2 separate regions of the Sus scrofa genome follow, and region 1 is linked to region 2. A link is a contact called in public Hi-C data. All regions are on one chromosome and are shown on one strand. Each heading gives the region's core, a stretch centred on a gene start, on an enhancer-like site or on the middle of the called end of the contact. The rest is flanking DNA. Distances are from core to core; before and after follow the strand shown.

Region 1 (4,332 bases), core at 126-2,625, 440 kb after region 2:
TGAATTGAAAGACATAAACATGCCTAAAATTCAAAATTATGTAAATACTTTGAAAATTAGTGTACTTTTCAAGGGATTAGATTTGACATTTTCCTGCATCTGTACCATTAAGATGAATTTATTAGATAGGTCTTGCAAATGGCCAGTAGAATTAATTTTACAAAGGTGAAAGGGAATCTGCTGGCTTTATCAATCTTGGAAAAGAATTTGTTATTTCTCCTGGACAATCGTAACCACAGATCCAAGTAATTCAAGAAAGTCCTATTTGGTGATGATGGGGTGACAATGCCATCTAGTGGCCATTTTTCACTGCAGGTGACATACCCTTTTCTGAAATAATGGGCATGCTGATGAGACTGGAGTATCATCAGAGAGGTATACTTAATCACATCTCACTGGATTATAAAGTCTTTGAGGAAGAAACCACGTCTTATGTATTGTCTTTCTTTCTGGCTCTCAGTGAGTACAGCTGACCCTTAAACGTGGGATTCAAGAGCACTGACACTCACCCCAAGTCAAAAATCCACCTATAACCTTAGAGTCAGTCCTCCCACATCTGCAAATTCAGGCAACCTGAGATCACACAAAACTTACTATAGTATGTATTTACTGAAAAACATCCATATATAACTAGACTCTTGCAGTTCAAACTCATATTGTCCAAGGATCAACTCTATTTGCTAATTTCGACATGAGATATATTTAAGACCTACTCAACTAAAAATACCAGAAAGAACTTTTCACTTCTTATCTCTTTACCTTTCCCCACCTCTAACTTTTCTACTTCTGTCAGGCTACAAAACTGTAAAAACAGCAACTGTAAAAATCATGGTGGGACTATTTAAAGTTTCTATTCCATGAACATTATCAATTTAAATAACAGAAAATAAAATTAGGCATGACTGGCTTATCCTTAATACTAGAGACTAAATAAAACAGATGACAGTGAATTCTTCCAGTGGCTAAATAAACTGCAACCAAGTTGTTTGGAGATTTTCAGAAAGATAAACATCATTATAATTATCATTCCAACAGTTACACTTTAAAGTGCCAGGCATTGTTATAAAGTGCTTTCTGCACATTGTCTCACGCAATCCTCAAAACAGCATTATAGGAATTTTCTGGTGGTGAAGCAAGTTAAGGATCCAGCACTGTCACCACTGTGGCTCAGGTCACTGGTATAGTGCAGGTTTGATTTCTGGTCCAGGAATTGCCACACCCTGTGGGTATGGCCAAATAAACAAACAAACAAAACAGTGATACAAAGTGGTTATAAATCCAATGTTAACAGTGAGAAAGCTGATGAGCCAGAAGGAAGAGAGAGGGAGAAAGAATTAAGACTTGGCTAAGGTTGTTTCTAAGAAGAAAAGCTGGTATATGAAACAAAGCAATATACCTGTTTGAGAACAAAAAACAAAAACAGTGATATTAAGATTCTTTTAAATATGTAAATATTCCTAATAAAAATTACTTGGAAAGTTGGATTGCTTTAGCAGAATTTCTAGTTACTCTTTAGAAGACATATATTGAATGAGTCAAATTTATCAAGAAAGAGGGTTTATTTATCTATTTATATGTATCTGTCTTGGTCCAAAAAATACTGAAGGTGGCTTAAGAAGGGATCAGAGTAGCTGAATGAAAAATAGTCAAGATCTTGAATAATATTACTCTCCCCAAAAGGTAGCTGCTTCCAAGCTTGATTTAATATTCTGCATGTTTTCTCTCCGTTGCTTGGTAAATATATTTGCTTCTCCTTTCTGCAATCGACGTCTGACAGCTGATTTTGCTGTTTTGTCAACTGACGTCTCACCTTCTGTTTCACCAATTCCTAGAAATATTTCATGAATTAGTATTACTAATTATTGACATTTGACAAGGTATAAACATTCAATAAAACATTTATATTGCTAATATTTTTCAAATTTCTGTTAAAAGCATATTTTAAAATTCCAAAAATTGACAGTACTATGTGAACCATCAATAAAATAAAACACCAACTGTTACAAAAACAGGAGGAATTAAATTCCTAACAAATAGATTTTAGCAAAATATAGTATGTAGTTGATAATTCTTTGAATAACAAATCATCATAGTGCCACCTAGTGTCTATAGGTAAAACTAGGAAAAACCAACCAACTCACCAACTAAAACCCCAAACTTTGTAGTGGAAAATTATGTTTGAAAGCATTTACTACTGGTCAAAACATATGCAGGAGTGCCTTCATAACTTGTGTAGAAATGACCCTGATGGTACAGTTACCCATAGAAAAGTCCTCATATAGTTTCTGGAAGAAACAGTATGTTTTCACATGGTGAATAACCATAAATTCAAGTTCTCTCTTATCACTCAAGACATAGGCTGCTAATCTCACATGATTTACAAGATGAAGAAAAATCTGACCAGTCCATTCACAATAACTTTTTTCTTTCCTGTGAATCACTATAGCTTGTTATTTAATTGTAATATAACCTTGCCATCATCCAACCAGTCTCCTAAAGAAAGAAGTGCTGAAACTGTTGAAGCAAGGGTCTCTTCTTAACAGGCCCTATCCTATGCTAGCACAAAGAATCATTTATTAAAATTTTGTCAAGGTAAAAATTAAAGAGTAATGGATTTGAGAGATAAAAAGGGATAGAAAAACTAGTCTATCAAATGTATTTCCTGGACTATAACTCTGGGTCACGTAAGTTAAATGTAAACTTTGGATTATTTTACGTAGCATTTAGGTAAATGGGCTTTAATAAGTGATCCCTCTTTTTTCAGTCTAATGATTCTCAATGAGAGGAAAGGTAGGAGAAGAGAAAGGGAACAGAAGAATCAGAATTCAAGTTCCTGCAGAGGCTGATCGTCCAAGGGCCAGAATCTTATGAGGACCTGGCTGGTATCCCAGAAGTTTCAGTACTGAAAGCATTAGGATTAGCTCAAAGTTTAACATAGGAGTGACTGGCCTACAAACTATCACAGCCTTTCTACCTTAGTAGGAAACCATAAACCTAAATCTTCTCAGCATCTTCTCAATTACAGCAAGACTATGGAGAAATAACTTCAGAAGTCTGAAGGAAAATTATCTCCAAACCACAACTCTAACACTTAAATTCTCAATCAAGTGTGAAGACAGAATAAAAAGACATTTTAGTAATAAAATTCCCCTCAAAATTCACTCAAATGACTACTAAACTCCATACAGCCAAAGCAGTAAAATAGTTAAGAAAAAGAGATGAAATAGGAAAGATGCACCCAACAGATAGGAAACTGAGACAATAGTAGAGTGTGTGCAAGGAGTGGATTCAGACAGAGGGCTCCATGACAGTTCCAAGAAAAAAAAAATTTCTTTTCTAAATATTCTACTTAATTTTCCCTTGGTCTTTACTTCAGTGAGCCAAAAGACAATCAAATTCAGCAGCTAAAGAAAATAAGAAATAATGTATTATTATGCATGTATTCCTCCTAATCCGAACAATTTTACAAATCCTACGAGGTTAACTTTCATGTTAGAAAAAGTGAGAGAAGAACTCACACACACACATATATAAATATATATAAATAAAATACAGTTGATCCTGGAACAATGAGGGTATGAGCAGTGACCTGCTGCACAGTCAAAAATCCATCCACACCAGAAGCTCCTCTGCATCTGTGGATTCAACCAACTGAATTTCTTTACCACTGAAAAGTCTGCATATAAACGGAACGGGTATTCAAATAAGTGTTGATCAGGGTCAACTGTACATGTGTATCATTTCAGGGATACATTTAAAAAAATGAATGAAAATCATGTACTTCATTGTTTTGTTGTTTGTAGTTGGTGGCCATGTGCATTGGTTTTTTTTTATCTCCAATGGCCACACCTGTGCATATGGAGTTCCCAGCCTAGGGATTGATCAGAGCTGCAGTTGGCGGGTGATACCACAGTTTACAGAAACAATGGATCCTTAACCTACTCAGTGAGACCAAGGATCGAACCGCATCCTCGTTGATACTAGTTGGATTCATAACCCACTGAGCAACAATGGGAACTCCTGGTCATATGCATTTCTATTTAAATTAATTTATGTTAGGAGTTCCCACTGTGGTATAGTAGGTTAAGAATCTGACTGCAGTGGCCTGGTCGATGCAGAGATACAGGTTAATTCCCAGCCTAGATAGTGGGTTAAAGAATCTGGTGGTGCTGCAGCTGCAGTGTAGGTGGCAGTTCTGGCTTGGATCAATCCCTGGCCTGGAAACTTTCATATACCATTAAAAAAGCCAATATACTCTAATGTTTAATTATAATTTAATTCTGTTACATATTAGAAAGAATAGGATTCATAATGCAACTTTGCCAATAAACA
Region 2 (4,691 bases), core at 944-3,443:
TTCGCCTACATGAGTCTTTGGGCTCTGGGGTTCGCAGCCCCGTGCTTAGAATGCCTGATGTGTGCCAGCTGTTTGTTGACATGAGCTAATCAGAGCATATTTCCTGGTGAGAGAGTCTGTTTCCTGAAATGATGGATCTAATTTACAATGTACAACATCATCAGGTAGAGCCTGTCAATTTCTTAAAACGTTTACAAGGTGCACGCTTAGGATACACACAGAGTGACTCTGTGCCCTCTTCTTCTCCTCCTGCATAGGACAAAGATGGAAAAACTCTCCCGCACAAAGACCCCAAGGAACCAGTCCTGGTGAGCAAGCCAGTTTTCTCTGAGTGGATCTTTCTCCTTTCACCCTGATGACTAATTCAGAAAAGGCCTAGCTTTCTGTTTAATAAGTTGATCAGCACAGAAACAGTGGGGACATTTTAAGGAGGAGGCTGGTGAGGGGGTGTTTGTTGATACATGTCCTGGTTCTTGCAGCCCTTGAGTGAAGACTTCGTCCTTGATGCTTTGTCCCAGGACTTTGCCGGTCCCCCAGCCGCTTCATCTCTTGTAAGTCTTTGGAGATTCCTGGTTTAATTTCCTTAGTTTTAGAGTAGCAGAAATAGATGGAAACTTGGGACTTAGAATCTGATGTGGGAGCTGAGGAAACAAAATTAATGGCCCTCAACCCATCATAGCCATTAAAAATGTGTTCCAGGGAGTTCCTATTGTGGCACAGCAAAAACAAAGCTGGCTAACATCCGTGAGGATGTGGGTTCAATTCCTGACCTCACTCAGCGGGTCGGGGATCTGGTGTTGTCATGACTTGTGGTGCAGGTCACAGACACAGCTCAGATCCTGCATTGCTATGGCTGTGGCGTAGGCAGATGACTGTAGCTCTGATTTGATCCCTAGCCTGGGAACTTCCATATGCCATGGGTGTAGCCCTAAAAAAAAAAAAAAAAAACCACTGTTCCAAGTGTTCCATAATCATGAAACCCTGGCCAGCACAGTGGAACCGATGAGCAAGTACTCTACGAAGTATACCCATGAAAGAATTTTAAATTGTCCAATGAATTTGAAAAATAAGTGCATAAAAGTATTAAAAAATACTGAAAAGCATTTTTCACTGTTTTTAGGGAAGACTACCTCAAATAAAAACCAGGATGTATTATACAGTAATGATAAAAAATGCAGTCCTGATTCAGAAAGCAAAGCCACAAATCAATGGGGAAAAAATCCAGAAAGAACATAAATGATAGATTGAGTATATCTTTAAAGTGAGAAAAGAAGTCATTTTTTTCCAGAAAGATTCTGGAATAATATACTATTTAACATTAAGTAAAAAATGGGGAGTTCCCATCATGGCTCAGCGGTTAACGAATCCAACTAGGAACCATGAGGTTGCGGGTTCGATCCCTGGCCTTGCTCAGTGGGTTAAGGGTCCGGCATTGCCATGCGCTGTGGTGTAGGTCGCAGATACCAGATACCGTTCAGATCCCGAGTTGCTGTGGCTCTGGTGTAGGCCGGTGGCTACAGCTCCAATTCGACCCCTAGCCTGGGAACCTCTATATGCCGCGGGAGCAGCCCAAGAAATGGCAAAAAGACCAAAAAAAAAAGATAAAACTGAAACCTCATACCATATCCCAAGTATTAAAGCAATAGTAAGTACCACATAAATTTATACCTAATACCTTATCAGAATTAAAATATGCAGTAAATACCTAATTCATGCAAGCAAGGCCCTGAGAAACAGGCATGCCCATTCATTGCTGTGGCGATATGAATTTCCAGCAACCTTTGAGGGGGCAGTTGGCAGAATATCACTAGCACTGTAAAAAGAGCCACTTCTAGAACTTATTCAGAGTAGCTAGTTATAAAAAGAAAGCTAAAAAACTGCCAGCAGCCTAAATGTATAACAGGAAATGTACAGACCTTGAAACTCTAAATCATTAGCTTAGTGAACAACTTTAGAATAATGAATAGGGGTAGGAAATTGCATAAAATATTGCTATGGAGTAAGAAGAAGAATAAAAATGGCTCTTAAGATTCTGTATGGCTATGCTTCCATTTGAATCACAAGAATAACAGTCAGAGAGCTATACTGAAAGTTGTATTTAAGTGAGAGCATTGTGGGCATAATTTGCATACAACATATTACTGATGAAAACACTTTTCTCCAAAAGCAGTTTGAAGATGCTAAACTTTCAGCTGCCGTCTCTGAAGTGGTTTCCCAAACCTCAGCTCCAACCACCCACTCTGCAGGTCCACCCCCTGACACTGTGGTAAGCAACATATCTTATAAATATTTGGCTTCTCAGCAGCAACAAAAAGAAGAAAGAAAATAGACACAATTGTTAGGAAAAACAGGCACCTCTGGTTTCACAAGAGCTAAGACTGGCAAGTTAGGGAGATGACAATATCTGAATTGATTAAATAAATGTATATGAAAGTATTTTACATACAGTGAAGGAGCTTAATATTATGGTTGCTTTACTAGAATTGAAAGGACAATAATGTGGTTGTGTATATATTCAAATTATTAGATTTAAAAAAAATCATTTGGCTTTCCTGATAATTAATGTTCTCCTCCTTTACATTTTTCCTGATACATGATATAAATACTACCTGTTAGTTAACCTCAAGTTTATTTTAAGGAATTTCTCAGTGTTTGAGCCTCTCCCGACACCCCAGACTCAAACTCATCATGGAATAGCATGTTTTCCTCCCATTCACACCAGGGAAACTTGTTATTTTCGTGGTAAGAAGAGAAAAAACCCTCTGTGTCAATATTGTCTTAATCATTTACACATTCTGAGGCAAGACTGTGAGACTAAAGCTTTTCCAGACTTCCTTGATTAGCTTTCTGTGGGGTACCAAATTATACATTATCCAGGAGACCATGGCACATCAAAAGATAAAGATGTTGCCCTGAACCAGATCCCCATCTCCTTTGGTTGAGAATAAGTGCCTCGCCTCGTTTGCTAGCTGGAGATGAAGTAGCCTCAGTGAAGTCAGAGATACTGTCTTTCCTTTTGATGTTGCATCAAAGCTTACTTAGTGCTGAACTCAGAGATTCTGAGAGAATTTTCATCCTGTTGGGTCAGCCTTCGGATCATCTGAAAATATCCAGAGGCACAAATGACAAAGCCCAGACCCAGCGGTGGGTAGCACCACCGTTAGCTGCTCTTATCCTGGGCTCTAATGAAGCACTTAAAACTGGTAAAATGCCCTCTGTGTGTCTTGTGTGTATGTACACACACCACAATCACAGAAGTCCCTGTGACAGAAAAGGAAGAATCATAAATAACCAGGCTGCGGTTTACACTTTAGATCTTAACATTCAGGTTCTAGGTCCTGCTCTGAATGAAGCTATTAGTGAACATCCATAATCAAAAGCCTCATTATTGGGAGTTCCTGTTGTGGTGCAGCGGAAACGAATCTGACTAGTATCCATGAGGGTGCAGACTCGATCCCTGGTGTCGCTCAGTGGGTTAAGGATCTGGTGTTGCAGTGGGCTGTGGTGTAGGTCGCAGACTTGGGTCAGACCTTGCATTGCTTTGGCTGTGGCACAGGCTGGTAGTTGTAGCTCTAATTTGACCCCTACCCTGGGAACTTTCATATGCCACGGGTGTGGCTCTGAAAACAAAACAAAAGCCTCATTTCCTTTCACAAGGGTGTTTTAGAATGACACCTTTCCTATCACTTTTTCCATCAGAATCTGGTTTTAGTTAATATTTAAAGACATCACTAACACTAGGTATAAAACTTCATTTACATGAATACACTTGAGAACCAAAGGGTAAATGAAACTCTCATAATTCATGTACATTTTCTTTGCTGGGAGCATATTGTTACCAATACTGAAAGCATCGTAAGACATATTTTCTAGAAAATCAGGCCAAGAACTCTATCTTTTTAGGAAGGACTTATTTTCTTGGAGGAGAAAGACTTCTAGGGGTGGGGTAGAGGGCAGAGAAGTGCTGAGAGTGAAAGATGGGGGGAAAGAGCACAGCCCATGATGGCCGATCCAATGCCTTCTGCTCGCCTCCCTGGTGAACATCCCTATAAGCTTATGCAAGTTTTAGTGGCAGTTGTTGGGGCCCCACTCCCAACAGTTGACCTGATTTGGTTAACCAGTTGCTAATTCAGATTTACTTTTTAGCAGAGTGATGACAAAAAACTTGACGATGCCCTGGATCAGCTTTCTGACAGTCTGGGGCAAAGACAGCCTGACCCAGATGAGAACAAGCCCATAGAGGATAAAGTCAAGGTAAAAAAAAAAAAAAAAAAAAAAAAGTCATTAGTAAGTGAAAATTTTTGATAAGCATGGAATACTCTACTCTCCACACAAAGGGGAAAAACCACTCAGACTCTGCCTGGAGTCAGTGAACAGTTGGATAACTTCAGTCTCATATTTTTCCTATTCCATGGTCCCCATAATGTCTGTTTCAGATTCAGGCAGACATCCTGTTTGTGAGACCAGAGTTTGTGATGATGGAAGAGCATGGCTCTGCTGTCTTAATTTTATTCTCTTCCCACTTTAACTTCTCTTGGTTTTATCAGGAAGTAAGATTATCATATAGCTGTTACACATATGTGCAGTTTTTTGGGTTGACAAGTTATGTGAATGTCATGGCAGAGGCTTCCCTTGCAGTCTTTCCTGCCTCATAACTAACTGCATGTGAACTCCTACAGAAGAGGGCCCTG

Evidence for each region. Hi-C and Micro-C count contacts between places; a contact is called where the count stands out from the background.
Region 1: a Hi-C map of blood shows a contact between it and region 2, with 4 times the contacts expected there. The contact joins the promoter of LIX1 here to the enhancer-like site in region 2. A contact is called at or near these places in 5 of 5 promoter capture datasets (fetal liver, fetal skeletal muscle, liver and 1 more), 23 of 47 Hi-C or Micro-C datasets (adipocytes, alveolar macrophages, blood and 14 more) and 2 of 2 datasets of contacts at active chromatin or transcription factors (alveolar macrophages and skeletal muscle).

What each region holds. Positions count from the first base shown.
Region 1 is chr2:103,800,504-103,804,835 of Sscrofa11.1, forward strand. LIX1 (protein limb expression 1 homolog) reads right to left here and starts at 1,376. Exons shown (of 8, transcript XM_003123811.5): 1 at 1-1,376. RIOK2 (serine/threonine-protein kinase RIO2) reads right to left here. Exons shown (of 16, transcript XM_021085153.1): 15 at 1,789-1,828; 16 at 1,541-1,786. The coding sequence ends at 1,665.
Region 2 is chr2:103,356,553-103,361,243 of Sscrofa11.1, forward strand. CAST (calpastatin) reads left to right here. Exons shown (of 31, transcript NM_214067.1): 23 at 258-308; 24 at 480-551; 25 at 2,171-2,266; 26 at 4,150-4,254. LOC110259691 (a long non-coding RNA gene) reads right to left here. Exons shown (of 4, transcript XR_002342059.1): 4 at 1-641. Among named protein-coding and RNA genes, the nearest start is that of ERAP1, 56 kb to the right of the region's middle. Within about 2 kb of position 2,194, at least 7 of the 83 cell types and tissues checked have an H3K27ac peak or open chromatin away from gene starts, as enhancers often do.